Linked DNA regions of Rattus norvegicus: region 2 is linked to region 1. A link is a contact called in public Hi-C data. All regions are on one chromosome and are shown on one strand. The core of a region is the stretch at or near the end of the contact, and the rest is flanking DNA. Distances in the headings are between cores, read along the strand shown.

Evidence for each region. A called contact is a pair of places that touch in the nucleus more often than the background predicts.
Region 2: a contact with region 1 is called in a Hi-C map of liver, with 2.5 times the contacts expected there. The contact joins the promoter of Mphosph8 here to the enhancer-like site in region 1. A contact is called at or near these places in 2 of 12 Hi-C or Micro-C datasets (hepatocytes and liver).

What each region holds. Positions count from the first base shown.
Region 1 is chr15:34,871,812-34,877,227 of GRCr8, forward strand. Parp4 (poly (ADP-ribose) polymerase family, member 4) reads left to right here. Exons shown (of 34, transcript NM_001427093.1): 24 at 892-1,079; 25 at 3,542-3,641; 26 at 5,240-5,410. Among named protein-coding and RNA genes, the nearest start is that of Mphosph8, 42 kb to the right of the region's middle. Within about 2 kb of position 2,865, at least 4 of the 93 cell types and tissues checked have an H3K27ac peak or open chromatin away from gene starts, as enhancers often do. A contact at or near this core is called in liver, where this site is marked.
Region 2 is chr15:34,913,769-34,919,184 of GRCr8, forward strand. Mphosph8 (M-phase phosphoprotein 8) reads left to right here and starts at 2,401. Exons shown (of 14, transcript NM_001017375.2): 1 at 2,401-2,683. The coding sequence starts at 2,471. It overlaps LOC120097219 (small nucleolar RNA SNORA5), which reads right to left and starts at 307; the gene lies at 145-307.

The DNA.
Region 1 (5,416 bases), core at 1,615-4,114:
ACTAAAAGGACATATAAGTATATATGAGTGTACAAATCTTTATGACGACATTGTATCTCCAGGTTCTCCATAGGAGACGAGCTTGCCTCAGTGAATGATGAATTCCTAGCAGGTGTCCATGATGACACGGAGAGAGGCTGGAAGTAATAAAGCAATGTTATAAAGGACTCAGTGATAAACTTGCTAGGGATATTAAGTCACACAGAATAGAATGCAGCAGCTACAAGAGTGCCACTCCCACACGGCTGGAAGGTGCAGTAGCTGGACTTGTTGGGAGCTGCAGGAACACAAGAAAAGTACAGCTGGCTTCTGATGTAACTTCGCTCAGGCTTACCAACACTTCTGTCAAGCTTTGTCGCCAAGACTACCATCCATTAGCCGCTATTCCCATATAAAAGAGCGTCACTCTGCCTGCCAGGCAGCATGACCCCAGCTCACAGCTGCCCTAAAAGAACAACGCCAATCTGATTCAAAACAACTGGGACAGTAGTTTTGCTGTGCACAGCTCCCACTTGTCCAAAATGGCGGCGCTTCCGTTTCTGTCTCTTTAAACATGTTTAATTGCTGAGAGAATAACTCGGAGCTGGGCCCTAACAGAGATTTTCAGATGACAGCATATGTAGAATATCACAGCTCAAGATCTATCAATGCTGTAAAAGATTTCTGCTCAGGACCAGCTTCTCTCTGGGCATTTGCTAGATCAGATGTGCGGTGCTGTTAAAGAGCTTTCTCCTCGTTACTCCCTGGGTGCTTGGAGTGAATCTTCGCTGGGGTTAGGGGTGATAAAAGGAAGCTTAGTTTGTCATAACAGCTAGAATGTAGAGGCTATCATGTGCAGCTGCACATAATGGATGGACATGTCTTAAGATTGTGACACTTGCTCTTCTGCAGTCTGCAGCACCTTCCATGGGGAACACAGACTTCTGGAAAGTTCTCCGCTATCTTAGTTTCCTGTACCCTTCAGAAGGGTTGCGGAACATTCTCCTCATATCCGATGGCCACCTTCAGAGTGAGAGTCTGACCTTGCAGCTCGTGAAAAGAAATATCCAGCACACCAGAGTGTTCACCTGCGCTGTTGGGTAAGTTCCAGAGATCTGGTCACCATAGCGACAAAGATGGCTAGTGGACAAGTCTTTACGCTGTCTGTCCGGGAACTTTGCAAGCTTGGAAGTTGGTATAAGACATGAAATCTGTATGCTGCAAGGAGCTGAGCTCTTCTTGCCTTAGGACGGTGCTGCCAGAGGCTTACAACCGCAGGGACCCTGAGCAGGTCATTTCATTTGTAAAATGGGCCTCGTGGGACTGTTACTTAGCACAACAGTTCAGATGACCAGCTTGTCCTGAGCAGCCTGGCACAGCTCCCTGGGGCATGTGCATGGTTGGCAATGCCTGCTCTTGGAGCTGCATCTGCCTCTCACCTGCCTTCTCCCTCTCCTGTGTTATCAGGTTTCTGCATTTGCATCGAAGTCCAGGGGTCATAGTCATTCCTCTAGTTGTTGGAATGGTAGCTGGCATCTGTGTTAGGAAAAGGCAGGGAGGGTCTCCTGCTGTCCCCGCAGGGCCCCTGCCTGGTGGCTGGCCCTGAAGCCCAGACATTCTTCCTGCACAGCTTCTACCCCAGGACACCAGGAACCCCTGTTCTGAGGCAGGAGGTAAGGCAGATTAGGAGATGGTTTGTAGACTGCAAGTGAACCCTGAGTACAAGCTCTGGGCTCTATCCCAGCTTCCTCAAAGCCTCTGAAGGCACTCCACCGCTACTGATGATAATGAAAGACCAGGGGGGTGGGGAAGACCCCCACTCAAATCTCGAGACAACACAACCCCCAAGAACTCACAAGAAACCGGTCTTGATGTAATGAACAAGAGGTGTATTTGAGGAACCAGAGCTCTGGGAACGACACGTATCTCACACAGGAGACAGAAGAGTCGACCCCGAGCCCAACTAGGGGAAGGTATTTATAGGGAAAATTACATAGGCAGTTGGCAACAGCCACACAAAGCAAAGCAATTTTACTGGTTTGTTTACATTGGCACACATGATCTAGCTTGGGCTCAGTCCAACTCCAGTCCACCCTGCCTCTGGGGTAAGCTGACCCCAACTCTTTTTCCTCAGGACTGGTAAGTCAGGCCTTATTGAGGCCAGGTGTCTTACGTTGAGTCAGGCCTTATTGAGGCCGGATGGTCTATGCAGAGCTAGGCCTTATCGAGGCCAGGTGGTCTATGGCCGGACTACTTTCCCATAACATGTGATGTTATTCTTTTGTGAGGTGCACTGGCCCTCACAGCAGGGACAGTGGGGGATAGTTTAAAAATCTTTATTCTTTCAATAAAAGTGGAACTGGCTGCTCCCACACCTCTCTCCACACCTCTGTTTATTTTGTTTCCCCTTTGTATCGGTTGTTTTGGTTTGTTTTAAGACAAGGTCTCACTCTGTAGACCAGGCTAACCTCAACTTAGAGATCTACCTGCCTCTGCCTTCCAAGCACTGGGAATAGAGGAATGCAGCGCCAACTGCCTGGCTTTATTTACTGTTTGATATTTCTGCTGTGGAGGTCTCTGCAAACACCCTGGCCAGAAAGAGTGTCATTTGTGTGAGGCAAGAAAGAAGTCTGCTTCAACACAACTCACTAGAAAGTGTTCATTCACATTTCTAGAGTCTGAACCGGGACGTTTATTTTAGGCATATTTGAGCACAATACATTTGGGGGGGGGGGTTTCTTGGTATAAAACAATCCTGTGTGTACAATGAAGCTTAAGGCATAGTCACATCAAAGCTCTTACAGGTTACCTTAAGGGAGCTATTGTGGTCACCATCATGCAGATAGCACAGAGGTCACCAGACTACTGACCATCTCCACTCCCCGCCTTCGGGGTAGAAAACAGGTTGCACAACTCTTCCTTTGAAGAGGCAACCCTGCATGATTAACAGTCCTGGATTTCCTAATGCTAATCTGCACAAGGACTTTGTACCCCCTACATTTTGCCAAGGCTACATTGACTCAAGAGCCCCACTTGCCTTGGGTATGCTTGACCATGAGCAGCACCCTGGCTGCATTTAATCTGTTTAACTCGGGAACAGAAAAGTAAATTCTTCCCTCATTTTTCTTGACATCGTTAACATCTGTTTACCAACTATGTCTAGAATGTCTTGAAAATTACTGGGTGTCATGGCACAAATTTATAATCTCAGCTAGTGACAGGTTGAAGTTAAGAAACAAGTTCAAGGCCAGCACAGGCCACTGAGTAAGACTAATGCATCTCAGCCCGTCATAATGTTACATACCTGTAAGAGGTGGAAAGGTTGCCCCAAGTTCAAGAATAGCCTGGGTTACAGAATGAGACTTTTATAAAAAAAATAATAATAATAATAATTAAAATTCAAAAGAAGAAGAAAAAAATGAGGCAGAGGCAGGTGGATTTCGGTGATTTCGAGGACAGCCTGGTCTATAAAATGAGTTCCAGGACAGTCAGGGCTATTATACAGAGAAACCTTGTCTGAAAAAAAAAATGTCTTTAATTAAAATGTGTGAAATGTGCTCAGTTCTACAGCGAATCGTCACATCCTAAGGACCTTGTCTCAGTGTGGTGCTGGAGTGTTTGAGTATTTTAACTCAAAATCTAAGCACAGTTGGAAAAAACAGGTATGTAGGTTTCTTTTTAAAATATCTTATCTGTACTCGTTTGTTTACATATAGAAATCCTGTCTTCTTACAAGTCTGGTAGTGACTTCTACCTTTTGTGAATAGGCAAGACCTACAAGGAAGTCAGAGGTTTTTTTTTTTTGGTTCTTTTTTTTTTTCCGGAGCTGGGGACCAAACCCAGGGCCTTGCGCTTCCTAGGTAAGCGCTCTACCACTGAGCTAAATCCCCAGCCCCGAAGTCAGAGGTTTTAATACATCTTTAATAATAAGAGAGGCCAAGCCGGACAGGGCAGTGTATGCCTTTATTCTCAGCACCTCTCTTCCCTGTGCCCCACAGCACTGGATTACAGACGTGACCACACCCCATGGCTAGTCCTTCATCGTGATTTGCGTAAATCATGATGCCCACAAGACTTACAAATCCAAAGTGGTCTAACCATCATTTCCAGCCATTTTCAGAACCTCACATCTAGTCTACAATAATTTAATATAAATTAAATATAATAATAACTCTTATTGCCTTCAGTGCTGGACAATATCTGTTCTATTTCCAATCTTTTTGAGTTTGCCTTTTCCAGATATTTCTAGATGCACAGGCATAAAACATTTGTTCTTTTGTGTCTGGCTTATTTAACTTAGCGTAATGCCCACAAGACTTATCGGTATTGTGTTGTTGACAGAATTTCTTTTCATTTTAAGGCCAAATATTTTATTCTTTTTTTTAATTGGGTTTTGATAAAAGGAATCTCATGTAACCCAGGATGAGCTGAGGATGGACTTGAACTCCTGACCCTACTGCCCCATCAATCCAAGTGTTGAGATTACAGGCATGGGTCACAATGCCCATCTGAGGGATGAATAATAGTGTGTCAAATACTCATATATGATTATTCTATCATAAATAGGTGATAAAGGGAGAGATAGAGAGAGACTGGGAGAGGTGCACAGACACCTCGTTGTATTTGGTAATTATCAGTGAACGTGGCCTATTCCCACCACAGGCTGCTGTGAATGGTGCTTGCGTGAATGCTGGCACACACTACCTGTCGAGCCCTTCCAGTTGTTCAGCTCTGGGTTTGTACTCAGGAGGGGAACTCTTTTTTGCACAGCAGCTGCACAGTTCCCATTCCCACTGGCTATGATCCAGAGCTGCCCAGCTTGTGTGACAAGTGCTCCCATTGTTGAGCCATCGCCACAAGCTGAAACAAGAAACTTAAATGTATTTATTTAAGCTGATGGCACCTTTAATCCCAGCACTCAAGAGACAGAGGCAGGTAGATCACTATAAATTTGAGACCAGCCTGGTCTACAGAGCAAGTTCCAAGTCAGCCAGGACTAGATATTAAAACCTTGTTTAAAATAAAATATCTCCCCCAGTGACAGGAAGGGAAAAAAAAACTATAAAATCCTCAAAGACATAATGTAAGTTTCTAAGTGTTAAGTAACTATTTCTGGGTTTGTTGACTTTGCCATACTAGAGATTGAAACCATACAACCATTTATACAAGGCAAGCACTCAAGGGTCCGGCCAACTGGCTGGCTCTGTGTTTGTTTTTAGATGTTAACATTAAAGGAGAAGTATTTTCTCTTGTATTATAGATAGAAGCCCAAATGGCCAGGATACACTCCCCAAGTTGTCACTCCGTCTCTGTGAAGTGGCAGCAGCTTAGCAGAGATGCCCCTGAGCCCCTGCAGGCTCCCACGTGCGTGCCCTCCTTGTTTCACAATGATCGACTCCTGGTCTATGGATTCATTCCTCATTGTACACAGGTAAGA
Region 2 (5,416 bases), core at 1,151-3,650, 41 kb after region 1:
CTGAGGGAGGAGGGTACTACAGTTCCCATTCAGGAGGGTCTCTGGCAGACCAGCTGAGAAAAGGCACACACATTTGGGGACACAAGAGGCTAGAGGAAGGCTGGAAGTAACGCCAGAAAAATGTTTTTTTTTTTTTTTGTTTTACAGTGTCTGCAGCCAAACTTATCCCCAGGTCCCAGGTTAGAGCACCCAGGGCCCATGAGCAGCAGAACTTGTTGTGGCAGCCATTAGAAAAATGTCTTTTAAGTGACTTTTCCTAGCAGTACTGTACGAACATCAAACAATTGTCAGTTATTCATAATCTGCACAAATCATTTTGTTATCTCATTCTCTGATGTATGTTGATAATATCTATGTTGTCTTCCATCTATATCTGGTATCTATCAATCTAATCTAAATGTGTTTTTTAAACCAGTCTGGCTTTGAAGTCTTCACTCTCCCCCCTTAGCCTTAGCCTTTGGAAGGCTGAGGTTATAGGAATGTGACCCGTTCTAAAGTTAGTGTGTCTTTCTGGTGAAAATTCACTCCACACACTTTTTTTTTTTTTTTTTTTTTTTTTGGAGCTAAGGACCGAACCCAGGGCCTTGCGTTTGCTAGGCAAGCGCTCTACCACTGAGCTAAATCCCCACCCTTTGATTAGCCTTTTAAAATACCATGAATCTGGCTCCAGATAATGCTCAAAGAGGGGCCAGCTGTGAACAAATTTTTACTGACTTACATTCATTTTCAGTTTATGCATTCCACATATGCTATTCTTACATCTCATTCAGGTCCCAGCTCCAAGTTACTCTTGGAACAATTTAAACAGAGACAGGAGACTGAAAGTCTGTTCACTCGGGCAGATACAAGATTTACACAGCAAGGATAGTGTCAGAATTACTTCTAAGTATATACACCAGTGTTGTTCTTTTCCGTACTTGTTATCCAGGGTCATCTTGCCCACCTGCCAGAATTATGCTTTTCCTGATGAGGGCACAGGGGACTTAGTGGCAGACTAGGATTTAATGATAGTTGTGACTTGGGATTCAGCCATTGAGCTGTCCCTCAGAGGCATTTTTTTTTTAATAAGGGGGATAGGCTTAATAGCTGATTGTACGTTAGGATTGTCTCCTTTTGTTGTGGGAATGGAGGCTCATTGGAGGTCAATCTTAGGGCACAAACACTAACAGAAACTTTCTCAGCAACCCAAAAACTTCAATTTTGGCCCACAAATTTGTTTCCTAGACTTTGTAATAAGCCTGGTACCTTCCAGTCATATGGGAGGCAAGCTTCTTTGTGAACTCTTTGTAGCATCATTATTACTTACGTTTCTCTTGCATCAACCCCATACCTGCCTCTGTTATTTTCAATTTAATAAGAAGCAAGGGAACTTGGGGACAAACACATACATGGTTTTGGCTTGGTTTATCAGGTGTGAATGATCCAATTAATTAAATATAGCCCAAACCGGGGCAAGCCAGGCAACCTGAGCTCTCTATTTCGAAGGAAAGAACCAACTTTTACTCAGGTGCTGGACTATGCCTCCAACCTTCACCTGCCAGACACTCTATCATTGAACTACTTCCAAAGGCCAACAAGTAAATTCAAAGGCCGACAAGTAAATCCGATAAATTATTATTTACTTGATATAGTGTCTTGCTGTGTAGGTTGACCTTGAATTCTTCAAAAAATCCTGCAGTCTCAGCGTCTTCAGTGCGGGAATTACAGACTTGAGCTTTTCATTTCCTTCCCTCCCTGCCTCCATCAGTGTTGTGTATGTGTGTGTGTGTGAGTGTGTGTGTGTGTGTGTGTGTGCGCGCGCGCGCGCAAGAGATTGAGGGAATTTTCTCGCTTTGTGGATCCTTAGAAATTAAACTCAGGTCCTAATACTTAGCGATCAGAGCGCTGAGCCACCTCCCGGGTCCCCATTATCTTTAAATGCTACTCATTAAAATGAAATATCCCTATAGGCTATATGCAATTGATTCTACTACTGACACCATTTACGCCAGCCAAAACCGTATGTAAGTGTGAAAACATTCCTGGGCAGTCATTCCGCAAAGACCAGTCTCGTTAACACCGAGGGTTCCTTTCCCAGAACCCTCAAGGTCTCCCTGAGATTATCCAAACAACAGGTCTCCACAGACAGCCAGCCTCCCTGGCGTCAGGGAGGTTACATGCTAGGACCGCCCCTCGCACTCTACCCCCCCCCCCCGACCCCTTCCGCTCGACCCCGAGGCAGCGTTCTTCCTCAGAAAGCCTTTCGACCCGCCCATCCACTTCCCGCGAACTCCCCAGGGCTCCTGGGAGCGCCCCTTTGCAGGATTGGCCACTCTGTGTGTCAATCCGAGACTCGACGCCCACAATTGGCTGGCTTCTCCCACTGTCGAGTCACGCCGCAGAAGCGGATTAGGGCGGAGCGGCCAGCGCGCGGAGCTGTCTCGCCGTACGTCGCTGGCGGTTTTTCGCGTTGGTTTGCACAGCGTTTGTGATGGCGGCGGCTACTGAGGAAAACATGAGTGTGGCCGCGCTAGTTATGTCAGTTCCGGACAACATTGGCCGATCTCCCGAGGTGGAAGGAGGTGGAGCAGCGGGCGAAGAGAAGGACGCAGCCACCAAGGGAACGGTGGCGGTTGGGGACAGCGAGGAGGATGGGGAGGACGTTTTCGAGGTGGAGAGGATCCTGGACATGAAGTGCGAGGGAGTACGTGGGGGCTGCGCGGCGAGGACGCGGCCAGAGGGCAGGGGCGGGGGCGGTGGGGGTGAATCCGAGTGGGACGCGGAACAGCCTGGAACAGCCTAGAAGGATGGTGCCGGTCCGTAAGCGCAGACTGACATCCTGGAGAGGACCCTGACCGCAGTCTGTGGAGGATGGATGCTTAGGGTAGTTCTAAGTGTTTTGGCAGAAGAGACGAAGCAGTGACATGGAATGTTGAGAGTCGTAGGATACAAGGCAGCTGGTGGGGGACTTCTGTGGCCTTCAGTATTCGGGTATACGGTTAGGGCTACTGCTTTCCGTTAGGAAGGACTGGAGGAAATCCCACGAGTCGTCATAGTCCCTTCTCCACACCGTTGTCCCAATGTTTTCTAGAAGTAAAAAATGCTCCTTGACTTAAATTCAGGAATTTTCATTCGTCTTCACAATTAAACCCCAGTCACGCCGAGTGCTCGGGACGGTAAAGGTTTCCCAACCCAGTGTCCCTTTCTTTTCTGCTTGTTTTATGATTGTAACTCAGAGATTTAGAGTTAAGTTTGAAAGGAAAATCTTCACACATCATCCTCGGGCACTTAACATCCTCCTTACTGCAATTGTCGTCCCCGGCGGAAATTCCAAGTCTTGGGGTCCATCTGTTTGTGATACCTTTAACACACCACACACACACACACCCGTTTCCCTTACCTGAGAAAAAGGTGCTTTCACGTCTGTCCTTAAGCTCTGTGGAGACCTCTATTTAAGGCCTTGTCTTTTATCTCTACATTTGTCTTTTCTGCTCTAGATTGTGGGCTCTTTTAATCGGGGGATGTGGTTTATATTAATGCTTGAATCACGGACACTTAGTCCAGTAACAGCATGGGCAGATTCGTTATCTGATACTCGAACCCAGGGTTGCAGGCATGCTAGGCAAGAGGTTTACAGCAGAGCTCTGTCCCCCAGCCCCGGGATTATTAAATGAGTAAATGAAATGGGAGTTTGGAGAAAGGAGAAGGTAAGCGCTGTAGATAGGTATCATGCCTATACGATGGTTTGTTTCTATTGTATTTTCTGTCATTTGTTACCTACCATATGCCAACTTTCACCTGTTAATTTTCAATCCAATGGCAAACTTTTTGTTAATGGACTGCTGTTTACCCTGTGCCCTGTTGGCTTGTTGGTAGAGATTTCTTTAAAGTGGTGCTTTTCTCTGAGAACTCCTCTTTTGTTTTGTTTTTGACACAGGGTTTCTCTGTGTAGACCAGGCTGGCCTTAAAACTCACAACTTCCTGCCTCTGCCTCCCTATTGTAGCCTATTTTTTATGTGTATAGTTGTTCAGCCTGTATGTCTGTCTGTCTGCACTACATTTGTGCCCAGAGAAGAGGGCATTTGTTCTCCTAGAACTGAAATTACAGATACTTATGAGCTGCCACATGGGTGCTGGGAATGGATCCCAGATCTTCTGCAAGAGCAGCCAGTGCTCCTAATCACAGAGACAGCAGCTCCAGGCTCCCCTCTGCAGACCTAAGAGGTCGGGTCTCTGAAGTCCAAGCTAGCATAGAGCCTGAGACCTTCCTGCAGTTACTAACACAGGAAACATTTCATGTCAAGGGAGAGTTAAATTATTGAAATTCACTATCGTTATGGAGCTAGAGAGGTAGGGCCAGAATTCAAATCCCCAGAGTTGATGTAAAGTTGAATGCCAGTCTATAAACTTGGTGTTCCTGTAGAGGGGTGGGAGATGGAGACAGGAGAATTACCTGCTATATTATCCTCTTGTCCAGTTGAATAACCAGACTCCCTATCTCATGGTGAAAGGCAAGTTCAAGACTGAGTTTGTCCTCTAAGGTCTACCAGCAGCTGTGGCACACCTATACCCACACAAGCTGGCACTTGTGAATGGCTAGAAGTGGATTCTGGAAAACAAACGAGGGCCTTCTATAAGATCAATAAGCAGCTTTTTTTTTTTTTAAAGATTTATTCATTTATTATGTATAAGTACACTGTAGCTGTCTTCAGATACACCAGAAGAGGGCATCGGATCTCTTTACAGATGGTTGTGAGCCACCATGTGGTTGCTGGGAATTGAACTCAGGACCTCTGGAAGAGTAGTCAGTGCTCTTAACCGCTGAGCCATCTCTCCAGCCCCAATAAGCAGCTTTAATGATTGCTCCAGCTTTTGACTTCCTTTTCTCCCTCCAGACCCTCCTATATACCGCACCTTGCTGACTTTCAAATTCATGATCTCCATATCTTTTTTTTTTTAAAAGCTGAGCTTGGTGGAGTGGCACACTCCCTCAATACCAGCATTTAGAAGATAGGACAGTCAGATCTCTCCTGTGAGTTTCAACTGAGCTGCTAATTACCTCTGTGATTCTTGACCAATTATTTATTCTATCTACAGTTTTCAATTACAGAATAAGTGATAGCGTCATAGGCTATTGTAAAGATTAACTAAGCTGTTGAAAGTAGATATTTAGATAATTTATGGCATTTTGTAAAGGATATCATGAACCATTCATGAAGCATTGTTTGAACCACGTGTCCACTTTATATATGCCTGTGTATTTTTTTCTTTAGATTTTTATTTTATGTGCATGTGCACCACATGTGTACCTTGGGCTTAGAGAAGTCAGTAAAGGGTGTTGGGTCCCCTAGGTCTGGAATTACAGGCACTGTGAGCCTCCATGTGGGTACTGGGAATCAAAACCAGGCCCAGTCCAGGTTCTCTTCAAGAACAGTGG